Linked DNA regions of Pan troglodytes: all the other regions are linked to region 1. Evidence: chromatin contacts called from public HiChIP or PLAC-seq data. All regions are on one chromosome and are shown on one strand. The core of a region is the stretch at or near the end of the contact, and the rest is flanking DNA. Distances in the headings are between cores, read along the strand shown.

The links. HiChIP or PLAC-seq counts read pairs in DNA pulled down with a chosen protein or histone mark.
Region 2: a contact with region 1 is called in an H3K4me3 HiChIP or PLAC-seq map of stem cell-derived excitatory neurons, with 10 times the contacts expected there. The contact joins the promoter of YIF1B here to the promoter of WDR87 in region 1. A contact is called at or near these places in 3 of 7 Hi-C or Micro-C datasets (induced pluripotent stem cells and stem cell-derived neural progenitor cells) and 1 of 1 datasets of contacts at active chromatin or transcription factors (stem cell-derived excitatory neurons).
Region 3: an H3K4me3 HiChIP or PLAC-seq map of stem cell-derived excitatory neurons shows a contact between it and region 1, with 6 times the contacts expected there. The contact joins the promoter of CATSPERG here to the promoter of WDR87 in region 1. A contact is called at or near these places in 2 of 7 Hi-C or Micro-C datasets (induced pluripotent stem cells and stem cell-derived neural progenitor cells) and 1 of 1 datasets of contacts at active chromatin or transcription factors (stem cell-derived excitatory neurons).

What each region holds. Positions count from the first base shown.
Region 1 is chr20:41,036,847-41,040,557 of NHGRI_mPanTro3-v2.0_pri, reverse strand. It overlaps WDR87 (WD repeat domain 87), which reads left to right and starts at 2,056. Exons shown (of 6, transcript XM_054673401.2): 1 at 2,056-2,230. SIPA1L3 (signal induced proliferation associated 1 like 3) reads right to left here and starts at 1,965. Exons shown (of 22, transcript XM_024351291.3): 1 at 1,398-1,965.
Region 2 is chr20:41,438,852-41,442,216 of NHGRI_mPanTro3-v2.0_pri, reverse strand. YIF1B (Yip1 interacting factor homolog B, membrane trafficking protein) reads left to right here and starts at 2,097. Exons shown (of 8, transcript XM_512634.9): 1 at 2,097-2,319. The coding sequence starts at 2,271.
Region 3 is chr20:41,460,034-41,463,738 of NHGRI_mPanTro3-v2.0_pri, reverse strand. It overlaps CATSPERG (cation channel sperm associated auxiliary subunit gamma), which reads right to left and starts at 2,021. Exons shown (of 29, transcript XR_010153870.1): 1 at 1,906-2,021; 2 at 269-552; 3 at 127-180.

The sequences.
Region 1 (3,711 bases), core at 807-3,306:
CTACTATAGTGTGTTCCATAATTTAATCTTTGGTAAGTAAAATTTGGGAGGGAGGGGGAAGATAAAAAAACACTAACTTTGTGCCCACTCTGCCATGTAGGTACAAACAGAAGCAAAAAGGGGCTATTAAAAAAAAAAACAGCAAGATACATTTTATCATTTAATAAGCACTTACTGTGTGCCGGGCCTTGTGCAAAGCACTAAACATGAATTATCTCCTGGAACCATCCAAACAATCCTGGCACAAAAGTCCTATGACTACCATTCCACAGATGGGACACTGAGGATGGGAGCAAATGTGTGGGGGAGCTCAGGGCTGTCATGTCACAGCCCACAGTCAGGCAGTCTCTGGGCCAGATGGAGAATATTGAAGAACAATTATAATACATAAGAGCTGCTACTTAGTGAGAGATGGCGCTGGACTAGAAATACAATCTCAGCAAATCCTTACAACCCTTTGAGAGTGATCTTGTTATTATCCCATTTTGTAAATGAGGAACCGGAGGTAGTAGGAAGGGAAGTCAACTGGACCAGTTCTGAATCTGGCCCTCGGGGGTGACCAATACTACGGCCAGAGCCCCACCCTCAGAGGGTCTCTGGGCCACTAGGAAAACGCTGAATAAATGGTACCATTTACTGAGCGTTATATGCCAGCTGCTGAGCTAAGCACTTTACACATGGTATTCTCACTGCATCCTGAAAACAACTCGACGAAGTGGTTGCTATTTAAATCCCCATTTTATAGATAGGGAAACCAAGGCACAGAGAGGTGAAGCCAGTTGCCCAAAGTCACACAACTGGTAAATGTTCAAATTTGAACCTGGGGTCTCTCTGCCTTCCAAACCAACGCTCTTAACAAAATAATCTCGGTTAACAGCAGCTAGCCTGCATTGGGTGCTAACTAAGGACTCACCTCTTTACATGCACACGCTCAACTAATCCTCACCCTATGCAATCGATAACATCTTCACCTCATTTTTCGGAGAGCTAACAATAACCCAAATACGTAGTAAGTGCCTCCTATGTGCCAAATGTTTTATTATATTATCTCAACAGAGTCTCCGCCAAGATGCTCTCCTACTCCGTTTTACTGCAGGGGAAATTGAGGTTCGGCGCGGTTTCCCCAGATCGCGGCTCCCGAGTGGCACAGCCGGGACGCGAATCCACCGCTCCCCGCCTCCAAGCTCTTCACCACAGCGCCGGGGTGCACGCCTGGAAAGTTGAGCCATGCGGGCACGAGTCCGGCTGGGTCCGGAGGGCGCGAGTCCCGGCGCCGCCGCCCCCCACGGCCAGTACCCACACCCGGCCGTCCGCCCGCGCTGACCCTCGGGGTCCGGGCAGCCACCGATTCCCCGCCACCCTTGCGCGAGGCCGATCCTGCACCCGGAGCCACGTACCTGGACGCCCCGGCTGCCCGCCTCGCGGGCCCCACGATCGCGGCGTCCAGCTCCGCGCCGCTCGCTGGAGACGCCGCCAGCTCCGGTGGCCCGAGTGACTTCCAGGCTGCCCACTTCCAAGCCGCTTCGCGCGAGTCCTCCTGGGAACTGTAGTTTCGCCCTAGCCGGCCGCGAACTCAAAAGAGAATAGCGCGCGGGGGCTGCCGGGAGCCGTAGGCGCACCGCCGCGCTGCCTCCTAGGAACGGTAGTCCGCTGGTCGCCTTCGTGCAGCTCCAGTCTCTAGAGCACTTCCGCAGCCCCGAGGGGCGTGAGGGAGGGAGGTGTGTCTCCTGCAGACTACAGCTCGAGAGCCGCGCTCTTCGCCCCGCCGGGGCGGTTTCTCCTTTCTTCTGGCCCCGTCTACCTCCTCCCTTCATTCGGCGGAACCTCTCCCTCACTCTCTGCCAGGCTCGAGTCACTCACCCCTAGGACGCTAGCCCGGGGGAAACGGGGGAAGCGGAGCAGTGCGCTAGACCCCCAGCGGAGGGGGCGGTGGAAGAGGGCGTAGATGCACGCCCGCGCACGCGCGGTCGTCGGCAGACCCCGGCCTAAATTGCCGCGGGCCCCCGCGGAGAGGATTTTTTTTTTTCTTTCGAGAGCGCGCGCCCATGCGCACGCGCGTTCAGACCCCTGGCCTCGGGAAGTCCGCCGGCTGCGGGGTTGGGGGCCAACCGTTCTGTGGGCGGAGTCCTCTCGCAGCATCCGCCAGGTAGCTTCTTAGTTGCTGCCCCTAGCTCTAGGAGCTCCTGAGTGCACACGCCGTACCCGTCCCTTGTCGGGAATCCTGTCGCAGGTAACAGGCGCAGCCGATGCTTTGAGATAGAGACGCCCTGCCTTCCCTGCCACGTGCAGGAGGCCCGAGGGTGAGGGGCCCCAGGTGTAGTCGCCTCTCCCCGGCGTAGGCGGCTCCAGAGCTCTGCCTTCGACGGGAGCCACAAGACCCGGGGGCTGCCTAGGGGCCTTGTTATCTTGCATTCTTTTGTTGATCGCACATTCCTGAGGGTAACTAGTGTTTGTAGAGTACCTACACCTTGGGAAATTTTGTCCAAATTTAATCCACCTGGTGACATAACCAAGCAGCGGAATACCCCGCAACACACACTCCTTTTTTAATGTATATTGCCACTCCTCCATAAGAGTTACCGAGGGAATTGACTGGAATTGCAAGGTCCTCTGGTGGAGAAGCCGGAGTCAATACCCTTTCCGCCTCAGCCTGCCTTCTAGGAAGATGTTCACTAGCACTTGAAGCTGGGAAGCATATGTTTCTTCCTGGGAGACCACATTTTTCCACTCATTCAACAAAAATGGATTAACCACCTATTCCATGTCAGGTTGGGTGATTATGGAGACACAAGAGAAATCCAGACAGACTGGAGTCCTACCTTCAGGGAGTTTTCAGTCCAGTAGGGATATCAGGCCACCACCAGACTACAACAATGTAGAGCAATACTAGCTAAGAGAAATACACCCTGCACTTTGAGCCACCGAGGCAGGAGGATCACTTAAGGCCAGGAGTTGGAGACTGGCCGGGTAACATAGCAAGACCCTATCTCTACTAAAACTAAAAAACTAGCTAGGCGTGGTGGCATGTGGCCATAGTCCCAGCTATTCAAGAGGCTGAGTATCGCTTAAGCCCAGGAGTTTGAGACTGCAGTGAACCATGATAGCATCACTGCCCTCCAGCTTGGGCGACAAAGCAGAACCCTGTCTCTTTAAAAAAAAAAAAAATTATATATGTGTGTGTTTTTATGTGTAATGCAAGCCACATATGCAATTTTAATTTTGACATAAACAGGTAAAATTCATTTTATTTATCATTATTATTTACTTACTTTTTTTTTCTTGCTATGTTGCCCAGGCTGGTATTGAACTCCTGGCCTCAAGACATGTTCCTACCTCAGCCTCGCAAAGTGCTGGGATTATAGGCGTGAGCCATCTCACCCAGCTATGAAATTAATTTTAATATTTTATTTAACCCAAATATATCCAAAATATTATTCCAAGTTAGGTTAATGGAAAAATGTTTTCATTGCTTCAGTTCTACATTTTTTTTTTTTTTTGGAGATGGAGTCCCACTCTGTCGCCAGGCTGGAGTGCAGTGGCGCCACCTCGGCTCCCTGCAACCTCTGACTCCCTGGTTCAAGTGATTCTCCTACCTCAGCCTCCCAAGTAGCTGGGATTACAGGCAGGCGCCATCACACCCAGCTAATTTTTGTATTTTTAGTACAGACTGGGTTTCACCATGTTAGCCAGGATGGTCTCGATCTCCTGACG
Region 2 (3,365 bases), core at 848-3,347, 400 kb before region 1:
GACAAGAGTCTCGCTCTGTCTCCCAGGCTGGAGTGCAATGGCACAATCTCGGCTCGCTGCAACCTCTGCCTCCTGGGTTCAAGCAATTCTCCTGCCTCAGCCTCCCAAGTAGCTGGAATTATAGATGCCCGCCACAACACCCAGCTAATTTTTGTATTTTAAGTAGAGACAGGGTTTCGCCATGTTGGCAAGGATGGTCTCAAACTGACCTCAGGTGATCTGCCTGCCTTGGCCTCCCAAAGTGCTGGGATTACAGGCGTGATCCGCCGCACCTGGCAGTACTTGCTTTATTAATTAAATATATATACATAAGGCTGGGCGCGGTGGCTCATGCCTGTAATCTCAGTGCTTTGGGAGGCCAAGGCAGGTGGGTCACCTGAGGTCAGGAGTTCGAGACCAGCCTGGCCAACATGGCGAAACCCTGTCTCTACTAAAAATACAAAAAATTAGCCAGGTGCGATGGCATGCGCCTGTAATCTCAGCTATCGGGAGGCTGAAGCAGGAGAATCACTTGAACCCAGGAGGCAAAGGTTGCAGTGAGCCGAGATCGCATCACTGCACTCCAGCCTGGGCGACAGAGCAAGACTCCATCTCAAAAAACAAACAAAAAAGCAATAAGAAAAAAAAAAAAACATTTGTGGAAGAGATGTATCTGGAGCAACCAGAGCAAGAGAGGGCTGAGGATGAGGAGAAAATGGTGTTGGAGCCCAGGGGACAGAGGCTAAATCAGAGGTGAAGAAGAATGCGGGCATTTCGCTCACAAAAAGGAACCACAGTGGAGCCAGGACTCATCACTGAGAAACCAGGAGCAGCCCTTAAGGTCTCCAAAAAGACAACGTCTCAGAGGAGGAAGGGGAAGCCACAGCGATAGGGTCACTTGCTGACATCCTTCCGGATGCGCTATCGCTGCGCAGAAGTAACTTCCACCACTATGTTTTCCTGAGATAAGTCAGGGAGTCTGAGAGGGAGAGAAGGGGGGAGACTGAGAGTCAGAGAGAGGAGAGACTAAGGACGCTAGGTGGGCAGGGCTCTTCACTTGCAGGTGCGCCTGTGTGCTGTGAGTTGCTGGGCGTTGTAGAATGCTTTTGGTGGACAGAGGGAACCAGGTTGCAATGTGAGAACATTTTTATGAATTTCTGGGAAACTGCCTTAAGATCTATTCCAAGAGAGACACCTGGTTCTTCTCACCTAACTTGTTGGGTTTCCTTTTCTCACTCTAACTATTCACTTTAAGGCCGGGCACTGTGGCTCATGTCTGTAATCCTAATGCTTTAGGAGGCTGAAGCAGGAGGATGGCTTGAGCCCAGGAATTCGAGACCAGCCTGGGCAACATAGCAAGATCCTGTTTTGACAAAAAAATTAAAAATTAGCTGGGCATGGTGGCGCATGCCTGTGGTCCCAGTTACTGGGGAGGCTGAGGCAGGAGGATCACTTGAGCTCAGGGGGTCCGAGGCAGCCTGGAAAACAGAGGAAGACCCTGTCTCAAAATAAATAAATATTTACTTTAATACCTAAGGGATGTCAAAAATTGTATAAGCCCCTACAACTCCAATTAGCCCCTCAGGAACACAAATGTTTCTCTTTTCCTTGCTCCACAGCCTTTTCTGGCTCTCCAGTGCTCTCAATGACCCAAACTGAACGGCTGTCTGTAGAGACCTGCATTTCCCATCGACCTTTTCGCTCGATATTTACATTTTAAAAAATGTTTTGTAGCGATGGAGATCTCGCTGTTGCCCAGGCTGGTCTCGAACTCCTGGGCTCAAGCGATCCTCAGCCTTCCAAAGTGCTGAGATTACAGGCGTTAAGCCACTGAGCCTGGCTAAATTAAAAAAAAAAAAAAATTGTAGAGATGGGGCGGGGCGAGGGTCACTATGTTGCTCAGGCTAGTCTCGAACCCCTGGGCTGAAGCAATCCTCCCGCCTCGGCCTCCCAAAGTGCTGGAGTTAGGGGCGTGAGCCCCGGCAAGGGGCAGACACTCATTTTCTGTCGTGGCAGACACCGCCTCCTCCTGGGATTGGTCCCGGCCTCGCCCTCCTGCCACTCAGGCCTTGACTCGCTTTACAGCATGAGCCCAGTAGCCCAGTCTCCGCCTCTTACGTAAGGCACCGCCCAGTCGTCCAGGCCTCCGTGGAGTGGGGGGGGCTGGGAGGGTGGGGGCGAGGCCTTCCCTCAATCCTGACGTCCATTGGCTGTCTCTTCGCCGGCGGGGCGTGGGTACGGGAGCCGGGCGGGCACGCTCCGAACCGCGGCTTAGGTGGCGGCGGCGAAGGATGCACCCGGCAGGCTTGGCGGCGGCGGCTGCGGGGACGCCCCGGCTGCGTAAGTGGCGTACGTGGCCGGCGGAGGAGATCGGGCGGGCGGGGGCGTGGCGGGGCGGCCGCGTCGGTTGGCGAGGTCACTGCAGGTCAGAGGTCACGAGATCAAGGATCTGGAACCCCGAGGTGTGCACAGCGCTGGGATGCCAGGTTCGGGTAGGAGGCCCCTTGGGGGGCGATTCTTTAGGAAATTCCTTTAGAAGAAAACAACTTGGGACTGGATAGCGTGCGATATGCAGAGAAATGCAACTTTCATTCATTTGCAGTTAGCGATCCGCCCTTCCCTGCTCCCCACCCTTCCGTGGCTCCCCAGTACCCGCCTGCTGTCGCCCACACCCTTAGGACAGCTTCGTGGCCCCCCGTGAGCGCAGAGGGCCATGCCTACCGCTCATTTAAGAAGCGAACCTGTATTGTGCTGTTGGCCCCCTTTTCCTGTCTCTTCATCTCCGTGAGTGTGCTGTGTGTTTCATTTATTCATTCAACCTAACTTGTCTCAACTCCCATGTGTCAGGCCCTATGCTGGGATGGAGATGTTGTGGGAGCCCTGAGGAGGCACATGACCCAGCCTAGGGGTGTCAGTGAAGCTTCCTGGAAGAGGATACTTCTTTTTCTTTTCTTTTTTTTTTTTTGAGACCTAGTTTTGTTCTTGTTGCCAAGGCTGGAGTGCAATGGCGCGATCTCAGGTCACCGCAACCTCCGCCTCCCGGGTTCAAGCGATTCTCCTGCCTCAGCCTCCCAAGTAGCTGGGATTACAGGCGCAGGCCACCACACCCGGGGTGGTATAGACGGGGTTTCTCCATGTTGGTCAAGCTGGTCTCGAACTCCCGACCTCAGGTGATCCGCCCGCCTAGGCCTCCCAAAGTGCTGGGATTACAGGCGTGAGCCACCGCACCCGGCATGGAAGAGGATAATTCTGATCATGAAAAGTTACCCAGGAGAAGGAGATTTGTAGTGAGAGGGCAGGCTGGGCGTGCTGGCCTACACCTATAATCTCAGCACTTTGGGAGGTCGAGGTGGGCGAATCACTTGGGGCCAGGAGTTGGAGACCAG
Region 3 (3,705 bases), core at 772-3,271, 420 kb before region 1:
ACTGCACTCCAGTCTGGGCAACAGCGCAAGACTCCGTCTCAAAATAAATAAATAAATAAATAAAAATGTTAGAGGTGGGAAAACCAAGGCTCATAGAATGAGCCTATCCGTGCTGCACCCACTCACCTTTTCCTCGCAGGAGTAGTTGATCTTCAGGTAGTAAGGGAAGCCCAGGTATTTCTGCAAAGAGAGGTTAGGCCACATGTCCAGAAATGAGTGGAGTGCGGGTTCAAAATCCCTCTGGTTCACTTGACCCTGGTCCCCTCACCTCGCTCGGGTCGATGGGTGAGTCCACCAGCATGTGAAACAAGCTGCTCACTGTGTCCACGGGCTCTTGCTCAAAGAAGCTGTCGCTCACACCACTCTCGCCTACCCTCTTAAACTCGTTCAGGACAACCTGCCAGGTGCATTCCTGGAAATCCTTGATCGCCCACAGCCTCCACGACGCCAGGAGCACTGCCAGCAGGGCCCACAGCACCTGCACGACTCGGACTCTGGGCCACGGAGGACCGGCAGGGAACATGGCTGGGCCGCACATAACGTGGCTAGAACCTGGAGAACGCAGGAGTCAACACCCACGCGCCGGACAGCTCTCTGGAGCCCACTTCTAAGATTCCACCTCGCTTCTGCACCTCTCACAGCACTTGCTCCTGGCCACGCCCCGGCTCTTGCTCCTGGCCACGCCCCTACATTTGCTCTTGGCCCCGCCCCGGCTCTTGCTCCTGGCCCCGCCCCTGCACTTGCTCTTGGTCCCGCCCCTGCTCTTGCTCCTGGCCCTACCCCCGCACGGACTTTTAGCCCCGCCTCTGCTCTTGTTCCTGGCTCCGCCTCTGCACTTGCTCCTGGTCCCGCTCCTGCTCTTGCTCCTGGCCCTGCCCCCGACCCTCGTGGGGATCGCACCTCTGCTATTGCTCCGGGCCCCAGCCCTACTAATGTTTCTGGCCACACCCCTGCTCCTCCGCCTCGTTCCGCCCCGCCTCCACGTCTCTTCCTTTAACTTTATCCCCACCTTGCTCCTTATTCCGCCCCCTCCCTGTATTCCACTCTTGCTCTTCACCTGGTCTTGGTTTCTATTTCTCGCTTTGACAGTCCCCCTCTTATGTTCCCCCGTACTGCTTCTGCCTGCGATCGCACCCGTGTACTTCCACCCGGCTGTGCCCCAACCTCTTGCCCCACCCTCGCACTTCTCTTGGTATCGCCGCTTTCTCCTCGCTCGGGGTCTGCCCAGGGGCTGGGTACTGTACCTGGTCTCGCCCGTCTCCGGGCCCCGCCCCTGCTCTTGCTCCCGGCCCCGCCCCTGCTCTTGCTCCCGGCCGGGCCCCCGTTTCTCGCCCGGGGCTTGCTCCTCACTCTGCTTCCGCTCCTGACCGCGCCCATACTCCTCCACCTGGTCTTTATGGACCCGTTCCTTCCCCGGGTTCTCGGCGATTGGTTCTTCCCGCGCGGGCCCCTCGCCCCGTCCCGCCCTCTGGTAACGCCCCTCCTCCTCGCCCTGCCCCTTCTCGAGGAAGACTGTCTCTTCGCCTCGGGATCTTTCCTCGCCCTTCGTTGTTTCCTCGCCCCACACCTTCTCCTTCCACGCCGGCACCAGCTTCTTAGCCGGCACCTTCTTGAGTCTCACCTTCCCCTCGTACCGCGACACCTTCTTGCCCCACTTCGTACTCTTCCTTCCCATGCCATTAACACCTGCCTGCTCTATACCCTGACTCTCCTGCCCCGCCCCGCCCTTCGCCCTTCACGTTCGGCTCCCTCTTTCCCTCCTCTGCCAGCTCCCACGACTCTTCCCCTCTTTCCCCTGCCTCTCCCCTTCTCGCCTTCCCCTTCCCCTCCCCTTCCTAGTTCCTCCCCGTCCCCGGCATCCCCCCGCCCCTGGATGGCACAGCTTTTTCCCCGGCCCCGTGGTACCAGTCACTTGGTTAAAACCGGTCAACTGTCACTCGGCCGCACCAGTCCCGCCCCTCTTGCCCGGTCTCAAAATGGCCGCCCACACTTCCACAGCCGACTTCCGCCTTTGCAGAGGCACGCCCTCCTCTCACGCTGTCTCCAAGGTGACGCGCAACCCCTAAGGCACCGAGGGCTGGAGGCTGTCTCAGCACTGAGGGCACGGGGCCTGGTCGGCAGAGGGTGCTGGAGACTACGTTTGTGCCAGGAAGGCCTTCAAGGAGTTTCTATTGGTTGTTCTGGCAGCAAGCACGGTCCCTACTTGTGCTTCCTACCCAAATATATATATATATTTTTTTTTTGAGATGGAGTTTCGCTCTTTCTCCCAGGCTGGAGTGAAGTGTGAAGTGGCGCGATTTCGGCTCACTGAAACCTCCGCGCCCCTGCCCCGGATTCAAGCGATTCTCCTGCCTCAGCCTCCCGAGTAGCTGGGATTATAGGCTCCCGCCACCACGCCTGGCTAATTTATTTTTTGTATTTTTAGTAGAAACGGGGTTTCATCATGTTGGCCAGGCTGGTCTCGACTCCTGACCTCAGGCGAACCACCCGCCTCGGCCTCCCAAAGTGCTGGGATTACAGGCGTGAGCCACTGCGCCCGGCCCTACCCCAAAATTCTACTCCTTAAAAAAGTGTGGTTTCCTGGAGACCTTGTGAGAATGAATAGGCTGCTTCGCACCGTCCTCTACAAAACAGGACAAGGACAGCCATCCCATACTGTTGTGGGAAGTGTGCCCGGCTCAAGTAAAATATTCATTAAGTTAATTTTCATTTGCATTCTGATGCCTTACAGGTAAGGATTCAGGCCATGACGTTTTGATGAACTCCAGACCAGACGTTTAACCCAGTGGTTTTCAAATTTGAGCATGCATTAGACTCACCTAAAAGGCTGGGTAAGCCAGGTTGGTGGGCACCATACCCTGAGTTTTTGTTTTTGTTTTAAAGATGGAGTCTCTGGCTGGGCATAGTGGCTCATGCCTATAATCCCAGCACTTTGGAAAGCTGAGGCAGGCGGATCACTTGAGGTCTGAAGTTGGATACCAGCCTGGCCAACATGATAAAACCTTGTCTCTACCAAAAAATACAACAATTAGCCGGGCATGGCGGCGGGCACCTGTAATCCCAGCTACTCGGGAGGCTGAGGCAGGAGTTGCTTGAACCCAGGAGGCAGAGGTTGCAGTGAGCCGAGATCCCTCCACTGCACTCCAGCCTGGGCGACAGAATGAGACCCTGTCTCAAAAAAAAAAAAAAAAAAAAAAAAATTAAGCCAGATGTGGTGGTGCACACCTGTAATCCCAGTACTTTGGGAGGCTGAGGTAGGAGGATCGCTTGAGACCAGCCTGGGCAATATGGTAAGACCCTGTTGCTAAAATTTTTTTTTAATTAACCCAGTGTGGTGGCCCATCCCTGTGACCCCAGCTACCTGGGAGGTTGAGGCAGGAAGACCACTTGATCCCAGGAGTTTGAGGCTGCAGTGAGCTCTGAAATACACAGAAATGCAGTGAGCTGTGATCACACCACTGCATTTCAGCCTGGGCAAAAGAGCAACACCCTATCTCAGGTTAGCCTTGAATTTCAGGCCTCATGTGAGCCTCCCACCTCAGCCTCCTGAGTAACTACCTGGCTACTTCCAGAATTTTTCATTCAGTAGATCTGGAGTGGGGCCTGATAATTTGTATTTCTGGCAAGTTCCTAGGTGATGCTGATACTAGTGGTCTGGAGACCACACCTTGAGAACCAGTGCTCTAGAACCTTCCATGACCCTCT